Regions from separate parts of the Mus musculus genome. Here region 2 is linked to region 1. Evidence: chromatin contacts called from public promoter capture Hi-C data. All regions are on one chromosome and are shown on one strand. Each heading gives the region's core, a stretch centred on a gene start, on an enhancer-like site or on the middle of the called end of the contact. The rest is flanking DNA. Distances are from core to core; before and after follow the strand shown. Region 1 holds the start of Cd3d (CD3 antigen, delta polypeptide). Region 2 has its middle 12 kb from the start of Mpzl2.

What was found. Promoter capture Hi-C pulls out the DNA fragments that hold promoters and counts their contacts.
Region 2: a contact with region 1 is called in a promoter capture Hi-C map of liver, with 2.0 times the contacts expected there. The contact joins the enhancer-like site here to the promoter of Cd3d in region 1. A contact is called at or near these places in 9 of 39 promoter capture datasets (the 3T3-L1 cell line, 3T3-L1-derived adipocytes, the C10 cell line and 5 more), 4 of 15 datasets of contacts at CTCF or cohesin (CD8 T cells, large pre-B cells, pro-B cells and 1 more), 59 of 484 Hi-C or Micro-C datasets (the AML12 cell line, B cells, the Ba/F3 cell line and 36 more), 18 of 115 datasets of contacts at active chromatin or transcription factors (the 230-238 cell line, CD4 single positive thymocytes, CD8 T cells and 12 more) and 3 of 9 other capture datasets (adipose tissue, liver and pancreatic islet).

Annotation. Positions count from the first base shown.
Region 1 is chr9:44,979,341-44,986,244 of GRCm38.p6, reverse strand. It overlaps Cd3d (CD3 antigen, delta polypeptide), which reads right to left and starts at 4,459. Exons shown (of 5, transcript NM_013487.3): 1 at 4,305-4,459; 2 at 1,057-1,275; 3 at 510-641; 4 at 145-188. The coding sequence starts at 4,359. Cd3g (CD3 antigen, gamma polypeptide) reads left to right here and starts at 5,814. Exons shown (of 7, transcript NM_009850.2): 1 at 5,814-5,979. The coding sequence starts at 5,925.
Region 2 is chr9:45,026,831-45,033,734 of GRCm38.p6, reverse strand. No RefSeq gene overlaps it. Among named protein-coding and RNA genes, the nearest start is that of Mpzl2, 12 kb to the left of the region's middle. Within about 2 kb of position 3,099, at least 20 of the 459 cell types and tissues checked have an H3K27ac peak or open chromatin away from gene starts, as enhancers often do. A contact at or near this core is called in B cells, the CH12 cell line, bone marrow-derived dendritic cells and 2 more, where this site is marked.

The DNA of each region.
Region 1 (6,904 bases), core at 3,210-5,709:
GAACTGTTCTCCAGACATCCTCCTCCCTCCATCGCCCCCACCCCTAAGGACTACCCCCCCCCCCCGGACATCTCACAACCCTTACTGGCAGGTCTCTTAGTCCTCACTCCCTCTCCTGTTTTTGCCGCCTCCCTCAGGGCTTACCTGATACAGCTGCTCATTCTTCAGCAGTGCTTGAACCTCAGCAGCTAGAAGCAAGGACAGAAAGTCATTGGGAGCTAGGGAAGGTGAGACATTGAGACCTAGGAACACTGCAGGGGTGGGTAGGTTCAGAAGTCAGTCACATCCTCTCTCACCCTCGGAAGTCTGCATGCGCATCACAGGCATACCTGTTCTTTCAGCACCCTATAGTGAGTCCCTAAGACATTATCAGAGAAACTTCCAGATGATGCCAGCCCTACCACCATCCCACATCTTTCAGCCAGTTTATGAGTTCACACACACACAACACACACACACAAAGGGGGGAGGGAGAGGGAGAAAAAGAGAGAGTCTTTCTGCTAACTAACCCCCAGAAGGCCTTCCGGTCTCATGTCCTGCAAAGCAGTAGACGCCCAAAGCCAGGAGCAGAGTTGCGATGAGGTCAATGAAGATGACACCAGCCATGGTGCCCGAGTCTAGCTCCACACAGTTCTGGCACACTGGTGGGGAGAGGAAGAAGAGAGTGTTCAAGGTCACGGAACCGTCTCTGGTCCTAGAAAGACCCTAGGCTCCTCCCGTTCCAAGACACACTTTAGTGAGACTGTAAAGATCTTGCTACTTCCATCTCCGCCCTTATCCCAAGGAACTGCTGAAGAGAGACATGACACACTTCAGCTTTGTGGGGTTTTAACTGAAGAGTAGACTAAGCCCCTCCCCAGACCATCAGTCACAAGCCAGGCCCTGCTGTTCTGCCTCACTTAAACTCTCCCCCAGTTCTGAAGCACTCCTCACACATCTGGTTCACACCACCACGAGTGCCCTTTGTAAACTGGTTCAGCCCAGTCTGCTTTTAGCCCAATGTTTCCACATGCACAGGGCCAGGGATTTCACCCCAGTGAGTCCAGGAGCACATACTTCGGTAATGGACTTGCACAGAAGACACCACCTTTGCCAGCTGCTCTGTCCCATTACACAGATATATCCCTCGTGGGTCCAGAACGCCTTTGCCCAAGTTGAGTGTTTTATTCTTTGCAAACCATCCTTCCACCGTTCCATCTAGATGCATGACGCTGGTATTGCAGGTCACAAATACTTTGTCCTCATATTCGGTCACTTGTATCTTGAAGGGGCTCCCTGAGGTGGAAGACACTGTAGTCAGAGGCAGCTCTCTGGAGCGTAGGCAGCTTATTGCTCTGCATACTTACAGACCATTTGTGTAGTAAGGGACATGATGCCGAGTGAAAGGGGCAGGAGCAACCAGAGGGAGATTTCAGGAAGTTCTCCAGGGACTCGAGGTTCGTGAGAGATGTGGGGATATAGTCCAAGCAGAAAACAGACTGTCCACAGTAGCTTTGTCAGCCTAGAGTCACCTAAGTAGAGAGTCTAATTGAGGGATCACCTACATTAGATAGGCCTTGCAGACATGTCTATAAGGGATTGTTTTAATTGCCTTAGTTGATGCAGGAGGATCCCAGACCACTGTGGATGGCATCAATCCCTGGCAGGGGATCTGGGCTGGACAAGAAAGTTAACAGTGTAAGAATGAGACAGGAAGGGAGCCAGAAAGAGCGTTCTTCTGCGGTTGCTGCTTTGTGCTGCTGATTGAATTTCTGCCCTGACTTCCCTGAACCATAGGCTGACCTGAAACTATAACCAAATAAATCCTTTCTTCCCTTAAGTTCCTTCTGATCAAAGTGTTTTATTACAACCAGAGAATTCAAACTAGGACATAGATCCTGAGGGATCTGGGAGCAAACGCAAAAACTATGAAGCTGTGTTGATCCAAGAACCTTCCAGAAATTAACTTTAGACACCAGGTAGACTGCTGGGGTCCCCAAGAGACCTGAGATGGCAGAGGATATTCTTAGCCTGGAGACTGTGCCTCTTATACTAGAGACTCCTAATTTCTCTTCCTGGCCAATAACTCTCTCACTGTAACTTCTTGTCCTCGTCTCTGATGTCTCTGTTCCAGTATCTGCCAGAGTAATGAGATGCTCACTATAAAAGAGTTTTCCAGAGCCAAATACCCCTGTGGCAGAGAGGAGCTGTAATGAATTACCAGCCCAGTGATTCAGATTTCCCAGAGTAAATCCTATGTAAGAAGATTCGTTGGGAGCATAGCCCAATGGTAAAGACATATGAAATGCCCTAGATTTGATCTCCAGCACTGCATATATACATATATACATATATATGCATGTATGTATATGTACATATGTGTGTATATATGTGTGTATGTGTATATATATGTATATGTGTGTATATGTATGTATATGTGTGTATATATATATATATATATATATATATATACAGTGACTTGCATCTGGAATCTCATAACTTGGAAGGCTGAGACAGGAGAAGACCTGAGATAGCAAAACCAACCTAGGCTACGTAATGAGTTCCAAGACAACCTGGGCTATGGTGTGGGTGAGATTCCCATCTCAAAAAAAAAAAAAAAAAGTAGTTCAGTAATTCTGTCAGAGCAGAGGCATCTGGGACACAGATACTGTCACCAGAAATAACCTGAGGAGTTTCTTTAATCTTTGAGGAAACTTAACTCAAGTAAAACCCAATCTCCTTGAACAGAAAACTTTAAGATGAACCGGGTTTATCTTAATATATTTATATTATATTAATACAAGGATATTTTAAAGTAGATTTTAAGCATGAGTGTTAAGAAAGACACTCCAGGATGGCTTCCCAGAAAGAGATGCACCATCTATCTACTTTACAACAGCTGAATACACTGCTTGGGTGGGTCTTGAAGTTCTTGTCCCCAGAGTTGTTAAGAAACCTAAATGAGTTCACAGAATAGTATGGGCATCAAACAGAATTACAATGGATGGAACAAATGTTTAGAGTTGGGTATGCCAGATGCAGGAGCTCTTCACAGCAAACAAAGAAAGTAGTCGTATTTATGAGGCTCTTAGAGAATGTTCTAGAGAGGAATGAGGCCCTGCCCAAGGTCATACACAGTCCAGCCTTAAGCCTGACTTGTTGCTATTTTAAATAGCAGCATAGTAAAATACCCGTATCAGAAAAGAGCAGCTTGTAGACAACTTATACAGAGAACATTAATTGTGCTGAAATTCTCAAACCCTAGCTAGTTTCTGGGTTGAGCGGTTCCTGTCCCTCCTGTGCCCCTATAATTTTTACTGTCTTTGCCATGCTTGCTTAAGGAGAAAGGGCCACCAATATGTATCAAATCTGCTCCTGAGGCTCTAAGTACATCAAGTCTGGTGGGAGAGGTGAAAGGCTGTGGGCACAGTGAGCCTTCCCAGCCCAGAGGGCACTGCCATGCCTTATGTCTACAGCCAGCCTTCCCTGGAGTCTGTGTGTCTCTGAGCTTCATTACTTAGTTACTGATCTGAACAAAAGAGCACCCTCCAGAAAACTCCAAAATGGCTGCCCCTGCCTCTGAAGCAGGAACATATATGAGCATGCTGGAGAAGAGAGGTGTATGTAATTCTTCTCCTCTTAAAGTCCCGTCTTCTTTGGAGTTACGTCCAGTAGAAATCTCTGGTGGCCAGGACAGCTCTTAGAGTAACCATTTGACCCAGTTTTCCTGGGACGGCTGAGCTCTGAGATGTGAGCTTCGCAGTGTTATTTTGGAGTTTGTTTGGTTTGGGTTTTTTGCACTCCTTGAGTCCTACCCCCGTGTTATCTACCCAGCCTGCTTTTCTGTTTTAAAAGCAAACAAACTGAGAAAGAGTTGGCACTTAGGACTTACAGACTTTAATATAACATACCCTCTGCCTGTCCTTCCCATTCAGCTAAAGCTAACTTTTCTCTTAAAGATCGCTTCTAAATTCTGAGCCGAGCCGTGGCTCCGGGTGGTCACATGACCAAGAATCCTACTCCAAGAGGCCATTTGCCTTAGACGATGCAATGGGTATAACTTCATTACTAGTTTTAGGCCTAGGGACATACAATATGGAACCATTTCCTACAAATGTCTGGTCCAAGGAGTTTGGGGACACCATCACGACCAATGTGAGCCTTGACTAGAGCAGGTCAAAGCCGAATGCTTGTTTCCTATGCCCTAGCCTTGCCCTTTTATCTTCCCCAGCTTGGTAAACGAGATGCACTATCCAGTGGACTTCTCCCAGTGACAATGCCCCTCACGGGTCCATCCTCCACACAGCTGAAGAGGCCTCCCTTACCTTGGGGGAGAACAGCAATCAGTATCAGACTAGCCAGAATCCCGCTGTGTTCCATCTTCCAGAGGGAATCATGCAACAAATAGAGGCAAGCCACAGGATGATCAGCCAGGGTTAGCACTATCCTCCGCCAACAGACTCATGGGTATTCAGAAAAAGGAAGAGTGGGGGAGGAACTAGAAGAAATCTGCCTCTCTACCTTCTGCCTTTGATGGTGTAAGACTGTCAAAGCAACAGTGGGCTAGGTGTGGGGTAAAACACAAACAGGTGCAAACTGCTCTTTCTGAAGCAAAGATTTTGGGATGATTGATACAAAGCAGAGACTATGAGGAAAGTTTGTTCAGAATTCTAGGAAGTGTAAGGGAATTTAGAATAGCCTTTCCTGGTAACAAAAAACAAATAGCAATAGTCACTGGTAACAAACAAAGAAGATTTTGGGCTTCCTATGAACAATACAACTACATTTACTCACAAACAAGGAAGTGCCACCTCTTTAGATCCACTGAGAGAAACTATTACACAAGCCACATTAGCAGATCCTCTTGTTTCTGATCAGTCTCAGGACCCTTCACAGGACACTCTGGGACACCACATCAAGCTGCTTCTAGCCAGTGGGAAGATGGACTTGAGAAGCCCTCATCCAGACATCGGAATCCTAGGTCCAGCACATAGTACCCATGCATGGAGTGTCTCAGAGCTTGTCTCCCTCAGCATCACTCTAAGGATTGGGGGAGGAGTGTTTGCATCATGCCAGCCACATTAAGCCATCTCAGTATGAGAGTCTTCTTAACAATATAATCAATCCACTCATTTGTAGAATCGATCCTCCCCAGGAGACAATAGACTTTTCTACCATGTGCTGTGGGGATCTAACTTTCCACACTGCTATAATCAGAAGGTCATCTGTCTGGGGACAAAATTATCCTTTGTGCCTGGAATCACATAGGAATTCTGTGAATTTCTGTTATGCATTGACTGGCTAAAGGAGACAATAGCCTGAGACCCTGGAACTAGCCCAGGGTCATACACCAAGAAATAAGCTAGTTGTCCCGTTGGGATGTTCTCTTCTAGGTGGGTACCACTTAGATGTTCTCAAAAGAACAGTGTCAAAAATCTCTTAAGGAAGGTCTACTCTAAGATGCTTTTCCATTCAGAACTCCAGTCTCATACATGGAAAAGTTCTGCCTAAACCCATGAGTTCTGGGATCAAGTGACAAACAAGTCCAGACCTAGCCAGAAGAACAGGCAGGAACATTCATCACTGTCATCGAGAAAAAGGCTCAGTGGAGTCTTCAACCTATTGCGCATAGAGGTTCTAGTGGTAAAGGGGTTTCCAAGTGGGAATCTAGAACCTCATCCCCTGCCACCTGCTATCCTGCAAGCCTTAACAACAACAAAAGAGAAAACGAGATAAGTCAGAGCATCAACACCCCTGCTGGGGCCCCTGCTGCCCACACTCTACAGGAGAGGGCGGAGACACCTGGTATTGCCTCTACTCAGAGTCCCAGCTCAATGCATGCTGGGTGGAGCCAGGCCAGCTGCTGCACAGGCTGTCTGGGTGGCTGGGTGGCTGGGTGGCTAAGGGACTCTCAATACTTCTACTGGAGAAGCAAAGAGACTGACATGGAGCAGAGGAAGGGTCTGGCTGGCCTCTTCCTGGTGATCTCTCTTCTTCAAGGTAAGAGTTTACTTGAGTCTCTGACCACACTGGGAAGGCTCATGAGAAGAAGCTGTGAGCAGGGAGGCAGAGTTATTGGAATCCTTACCAACCTTGAGCTATCGTCACCTGTCATCTTAGAATTCAAAGAAGGAGAGGCAAAAGTGAAGCCTCCACCAGCTCTGTGCTGGGAAGAACCACGGGTCCAGAGGGCTAAACTGGCTGGAGAGAGGATTTCATTGCCGCCATCTTAGGCTTGAAAGCATCTGAAAAGAGCTGGTGCAGCTGGAGTAACGGCTCAGGCATGAGTTTGCTATGCAAGAGTTCAGTCGCCAGAACCTACTGCAAATGAGGGTGTGTGGCACATTTTTATCGTCTCAGTGGTAGGAAGGCAGAGGCTGATGATGGGTTCCTGAGCTTTCTTGTAGGCCTGCCAGCCACGAGAAATCACCACATTCAAGTCATTTGGACACCATGCTCACACACACACACACACACACACACACACATATGCATGCACACACACACAGCCCAGATAAGAAAATTGGGAGAAAAGGGTGTTGTATACAGTGGACCTATGGGACATTTGTCTCCAAAGCTGCTTAGCTGCTCAACAAGCTGTGTAAGATCCAGATATCTGAGACTCCAGGGTAAAAAGATGAACAAAGACCTTCTGTTCTCAAGAGTCCGGAGTCTGGAGAGGTCAGTTTCAATGCTGACATACTGGGTACAGATGCAGCATAGGAAGGCCTGTTTGACATATCCAACAGGAAGGAGGAGAACTAGGCTGACACCTGGGTACCCTGGGAGAAGCCAAAGTCAAGAAAATTCTTTTGTGCATTAGTTTGTCTGTTTCGAGTTTGAGTATGAAGGTGTATGTGCATGCCACGGTGCGTATGTGGAGGACAGAGGACAACCTGAAGAAACTGGTTCTCTCCTTCCATTA
Region 2 (6,904 bases), core at 1,850-4,349, 49 kb before region 1:
TATCTGTTGGAAAACGCAGTCAAATAAATAGGTGATTATAACACAACGAGACTAATGAGTTGTGGTGACAAAACTGCAGAAGAGACATCCTTAAGCCTCAGAGGCCCAAGGAAGCTTTCCCAGGCGAGGAAGCCAGTATAGTTGGCTAGGAGCCATGGAGTCTGCAGCCAGGTCAACACAGCCGGGAACCGCGAGCCTGTACCATTCACTCATTCATTCAACAATCACTCTTTGACCACTATGACACGTCAGACATTTTTCTTGGTGCAAGAAACACAGCCCCAAGCAAAGGAACATGGGGTGCTCATGGAAGACCCATTGAACACAATGGCATTTGAGAAAGGTCTGAAGAAAATGAGGAGGAAGTATTCTGGGAAGAGGAACCCATGAGCAGAGAAGATCAGAGGATGCTTAGAGTGTTTTAAAAGTACAGAGGCCGCTGAAGCTTGGACTGAGAAGAATAGTGGCCAGGACAGAGGGCAAGGGAGGAGCAGCTCACACGGGACCCTGTGGACCTCACAAAAGATCGTCTTAAACTGGGCATGGCAGCACAAGCCTGGAACCCTGACCCTCCAGGGACAGAGGCAGGAAGATCTCTGTGAGTCTGAGGCCAGCCTGGTCTGTATAGTGGGTGAGTTCCAGGGCAACAAAGCCTGCACAGCAAGACCCTGTTCAAAAAAAAAAACAGACTCTGCTTTCTCTTAGGCAACCATTAAAAGACCATGAGAAATGTGTACAAGCCACATTAAACAAATTACAAACCACAACGAATCCAAAATATGCCAAAAAAATCCTCTTATAATGCACAACAAAAGTGACTTGAAAATAGGACTAAAATAGACAATTCTCCAAATAATATATAAAATAGCTCATAAGCATAGGAAATCATCAGAGATATGAAAACCAGAGTCTCAAATAAATACCACACCCATTTAGATGGCTCTTATTTTAAAAACAAAGAAATTATTATTAACAAAAAGGTGAAGAGATTGGAATTCTTGTACATATCTGACAGAAATGTAAAAATTAGTTTATCACTATGGAAAGCAGTTTGGTAGTTCCTCAAAAAACAAACAAGCAAACAACAACAACACAAAAGAGTCACACAGTGGTCTGAAGGGGTGGTTCAGTTGGCAAGAGCCTGTCGTGCCCACATGAAGACTGAGCTTCAGTCTTCAGAACCTGTATACAAAGTGAGGACCTATGGTATGTGTGCCTGTGAGTGCAGCAGAAGCAGTCAGATCCCAGGCTCACTGGCCAGCTGGCTAGCTCAGCTGTGAGTTCCGGGTTTATGGGGAGTCTCTATCTAAAAAAAAACAAAGGTGGAGAATATCTGAGGGAAACACCCAGTGTTGACCTCTGGCTTACACACACACACACACACACACACACACACACACACACACACACCACATGCTGACTTCTGCAAGCCCATCACAGAAGGACAGACTCTATATTTGATTCTGCCTGTGAAGAAGGCAGATCAAAAATAGCCAACTTCACCGAGTAGACTGGAGCCTCCAGAAGCTTCGAGGAGAGGGAAGTACACAGTGGGTGCTTACAGAATGCTTACAGAACTTCCATTTGGAAGGGTGGCACAGCTCAGGGGAGGGTGAAGAGTCCAGACGGTGACAGTTGCCTAGCAGCGTGATTGTGTTTACTACAATTTAAATAATCATGCTATTTGATTGTTGTTGATGTTGCCATCAGTTTACTTATTTGGGGGCTGGGAGGCTGAGGGCATGACACATGTCACAGTGCACATGCGGAGGTCAGAGGACAACTTCTAGGAGTCAGTTCTCTCCTTCAACCATGTGAGTCCTAGGTCATCAGGCTTGGTGGCAAGCACTTTTACCTGCTGAGCCATGCTATAGATTTTTACTTCTCCCCATCCTCTTCCTTCCCCCCCCCCCAAGAAAAGGAAAGAGGGAAAACAAGTGGGCAAGGTAGTTAGTTATAAGGCAAAGTAAAAACAAGCAAACTCAGGTGTACACCTTAGTCCCAGCACTTGGCAGGTGAATCTCTGTGAGTTCCAGACCAGCCTGGTCTACTCGAATCCAGGACAGCCAGGGTTGTTTATACTGAGACATCCTGACTCAAAAACACCAAAAGAAGGAGGGTGGGAGGAGGAAGGAGGAGGAGGAGGAGGAGGAAGGAGGAGGAGGAGGAGGAGGAGGAGGAAGGAGGAGGAGGAGGAGGACAAGGAGGAGGAGGAGGAAGAGGAGGAGGAGGAGGAGGAGGAGGAGGAGGAGGAGGAGGAGGAGGAGGAGACAAAATCCAAGCAAACTCATGTATAAAACAATGGCTCTGGCTGCTACCAGAGTCTCTGTGTCTCTGTGTCTTCTCCAGTAGTTAATGAGAGTAATGAAGGCCTCCCATGGAGTAAAGACCAAGGAAGACACCATTAAGTCACTTAACACATAATCACCAACTAGTTGTCTTGGAATCCAGTCTGAAGAGATGCACAAGGCCGGCGGTGGAGGCGGGGATTTGAGAGGAGATCCCAGGTACAACACAGGCAGGAAGGGAAGCAATTGGGAAGGTTGGATACAGGTGGAGGAAAAAGAGATAAAGGCCAGAGATGAGGCTGGAAATCTTATAAGAAGTGCGTTCTAAAGTCCTCTGCCTCTGATAAGGGTCAGGAAGTTGAGCTTTATCCAGGAGCAGTGGAATGCAAAGAAACTGTTTAGGGGGTCAGATTTGTACATTAGAAAGGTCACTCAGCTGCGGTTGGAGGAAGGACATTGGAAAAGACAAGGTGAAGCAAGAGGCCACTTCCAGCAGGCAGGGAGTGATTCTACCTCGACGGAGGACACTAAGGAATTCCAAGATCCTAAGGAGCTAGGATGGAAGGGATTGGTACAGGACTGAGAGTGCACGGCTGTGGAAGGCGAGTGCCAGGGGCTGAGCCCTCAGTTTCAAGTGCAGGTCAAAGCTGAAAGGCCTTCTGCAAAATAAAGAATCTCAAGGGTAGTTGTATTCGGATGTTCCCAAGGGACCACCAGGCAGAGATGTTCAAACGAACAGCAGACCAGACGAGACCAGACCAGAGCAGCCACTTAGTCAATCTCAGATAGGCAGTGGGCCAATTTTAAACCACTGCAACAGTCAGAAGTCTCCACAATCAATTAGAAGAAATGCAACCGACCTGGGCCTGACACACCAGGACATCCCCTTCAGCCCTGCCCTATAAGGAAAGTACCTTTAAGCTAAACACTTTGACTTTCCTGTTTCTAGTTCCTTCTGCCACTTTCTGCCTGTAAACCCCCCTCTCCTGCGTGAAAGCCTCCAAAAACTGACTTCCACATAGACTAGTGATTACTACAAATGATGCACGGAAGGTGCCCGATAGATCTTGAAAATGGTGGGCTGGGGAGAAGCCATTTCAACCAAAAAGTCAGGCTGGCAGCTAGGTCACCTGGAGGCGGATTGGGAGGGACTGGTTACTGAGGAGATAACGTTTTGGTTCAAAGGACAGACCTTACAGAGCAGCTGGAAGGGAATGTGAGCTAGAAAAACCTCCTAATTTGGGGTTTATCTGTTAATTTTGACACACACCTATAAGTACTCAGGAAGCTGGCAAGTAGGATGGCTGAGGAAAGACAGAAAAAATAAAAGAGAGGAGGAGAAAGGAGGAGGTGGGGGCACTCGTCCAAAGGGACTTTAGCTTGTCCCAGTGATCACAGGGACAGCCCAACAGCAAGAGACAGTGTGGCCCTGCCATTAGAAGCAGTAAAGACTGCTCTGGTTGCTGAAGCTGTTCCTGACTTATAACTGTGGTTCCAATGTAATGTCTGACAGTATCCCGTTCCCAGCTCAGAATGTGGTTCATGTGGTCAGTGTGGATGAGAGAAAATCCAGAGTAGCTGTGAACATGGATAACTTAGAAAGCAGGGAGATCAGGGCAGAAAAGTATGTGTGCTATTTTGTGAGTGGGGTGTGTGCATCTCCTAAATGTAGACGTTCCCATTTAATGGTTTCTATAGTGTTTTGTTTGTATCACAGGGAAGAAAGGTCACTGTAGTAAACTGAGGGGAGGAGACAGGGGACAGACAAACAAACTCTTCAGGACAGAGTCTAACACGGTTGCTCACTGGAAAGTGAGCAGAAGCTGACCAAAGTAGGAACTTGGAGATCAAGTAGTATAACCATGGTAACGTAACTAATGACCCAGTCAGATTCAAAACCGGGTCTGCCTGACAGGCAAGTCAGCTCCTGAGTCACCTTTGCTTTCTACTACACCAATCCCCCTTCTCCATAGAGTCTACCAGTCCTGTGTGCCAAGGAGTTCCCCTCATCCTACCCCCTATCTCCTCTGCTCTCTGGCGGGCTCTTCAGAACTAAGTGAAATAAAGATTAGGCTCCCTCTTCTCAGCATCTCTCCTAAAAGAACAAAAAAGGATGATGGGAAACTCTTGGGAAATTGTGTTCATTCTTCCTGTTACAGAAAACAAGCAACAGAACAGCTTCAAGCAGTTACCAGGTGTCCTGCACTTACCTCAGAATTCTAGGAGGAAGATGATACAATCAGCCCCATGAGGGGTTCTCCAGCAGAAGGAGGAGGGGAGAAAGAGAGACAGAGACAGAGAGACAGAGGCAGAGAGAGACAGAGACAAGAGAGAGACAGAGAGAAAGCCCCATTTCCAGGTGATCTGCATAAAGTGCACAGACAGGGGACAGACAACACAAGAATGTGGTACTCTGAAAAGGCTAGATACCTGGGAATCCTGGGAAATAAGGAGGAGTTTACAAAAGAGAAGGGCCCCATGGACCAAGGCGCTCTATTAGAGAGGAAAGCAGTCAGGCCCTGTGGGATCCCTGTCATGGATAAGATCATGGGAATAGTTATAACTACCAGCTGTTCCATACATTCTGCTCAGTATATTCATATCTCACAGCCTTCTGAAGCACTTTATCAATCCTTTTACAGGTAAGGAAGTGAAGTGAGGGACTGTAATGATCTGCCTGTGATTACTTTGTGGCCACGGAGTCCAACAGCCAAGCTTTAAGTCTGAGTCCCAGGACTCCTCTATGAAGGCAGCTTAGGGCTGGGGACACAGCCTAGTGGTAGAGCACTTGTCTAAGCGAAAGCCAGGCTCTGAGTTCAACCTCAGCACCACAAACAAACAAACTGAAACTAAACCCCAGAGTTTAAAATACAAGATGCAGAACAGCAAGGACGCAGTGAAGAGAGCCTCTGATCCCATGGTGTTCAAAATTTCTCATCAAATCCTAGTAATTTGGGGGGGGGCAGCAGTGTAATAAGTAATAGGGTCAGTTTAGATGGTAGATGCACATGAAAGAGAAAAGGAATAGCAACTTATCAGGGGGGACCTAAGAGGTGAGGGGCCTCACTCAGCACGGCACCTCACACACAGAAGGATTCAAGCAGAGCCAAGCAAACACCACTCCAACTTATGAAGCATTCAGAGACTCCAAACAATAGGCAAGGTGGAGGAGAATGTCTGTGGATGGAAAGATGGACCCTCCTTAGGCACCTTCCCTGGCTAGGCAAAACGGAACAAACATCTTGCTTTGTATACAATCCCCTGGAACAGGGCATTTGCCTTTGAAAACAGACATCAGCTTTTGGAAGAAAGCTGAACTTGAAATTAGAGGGCGTACAGAATCACAGCAAGCCAAGGGAACTAAAGAAGCTCACAGCAAGTCCGGTCTTGCCCATCTCATCAGCAAGCTGGTGATGAGGTTCATCATCCTCCCCACCCCGGCCTCAGCCTCAGCAGCCTTCTCCCCGGGGTCCTCCATGTATGGGAACTCCTCTGATGGTGTAGTCATTTCTGGGGAGAAGGGGCTGCAGACACACTGGGTGACAAGTGTCCCAGGCAAGTGAAATGGATCACAGGTGGGAGACATACGTATCTGTAATTCAAACCATAAGAAAGGGCCTGTTCCCAGGGCAAAGTTGGATGTTGGATGGGAGAGCCAGCATCCATGGTCATTCCTACGAAGTGCAGGAATCCTAGAAGACTGATGCTACACTCAGACTTCTCAGGCATGGATAAGATTACAGGAAAGAGTGAGCCTTAGCACCTTCCTTATATACCAGGAACCAGTTTCTTAACACCTCGCTGTAACTGGCTTGGCAGGAATGAAGACATTCTGAAGAGACACTTGAGTCCCTCCCTCCAGCTATCTGACTAAGAAACAATGGCCTCCAAGAAACTGGAATTTCCCCAGGAATCTCCTCTGAGGAGAAGGCTGAAGTCCGCTGCCAGCCAAAGTGGGAGCTGCTACCAAGAACGAGATTGCACATGTTTCTGACCACGTGTCAGAATAATTTACAAGAAAGACAGGAGCCAAGGAAATGCCGTGGTGGGCAAGACCGCATCTCTACCACGTTCCTCTGACCCTCTTCTTAAACCTAAACCTCATGGCAGGACAGCAAGACAGACTTGGGTGATGAAGTGTAGGTGTGGGGTAGCCCCCCATCTCTGTCCCTCCTCCCACAGAGGTCACATTGAATAGATCTCCTTTTCCTGATTTTCTCTGTGAATTTACCTTTTTCATTGGCTTATTGAGGAAGGGTGCCAATGTCTGGCTTTGTTGGAGTGCCAGGGCACAGGGTCTGATCCAAATAACTCTGATGGCATTACCTCTAGATCATCCCAGAACTCGTGTGTGTGTGTGTGTGTGTGTGTGTGTGTGTGTGTGTGTGTGTGTGTGTTGTTTGTCTCTTTGTTTGTTTGTAGGTGGAGATGGGACACACTTCTTGGAGGTCAGAGCACAACTTTCAAAAGTTGGTTCTTTCCCACCACGTGGGTCCCAGGGATTGAACTCAGGTTGCCAGCCTTGGTGGCAAGAGCCTTTACCCTCCGAGTCATCTTGCCAACCCAATTTGTGATGTAAAAACCCTATGAATATTAACTGTGCTAGACCAAGTACA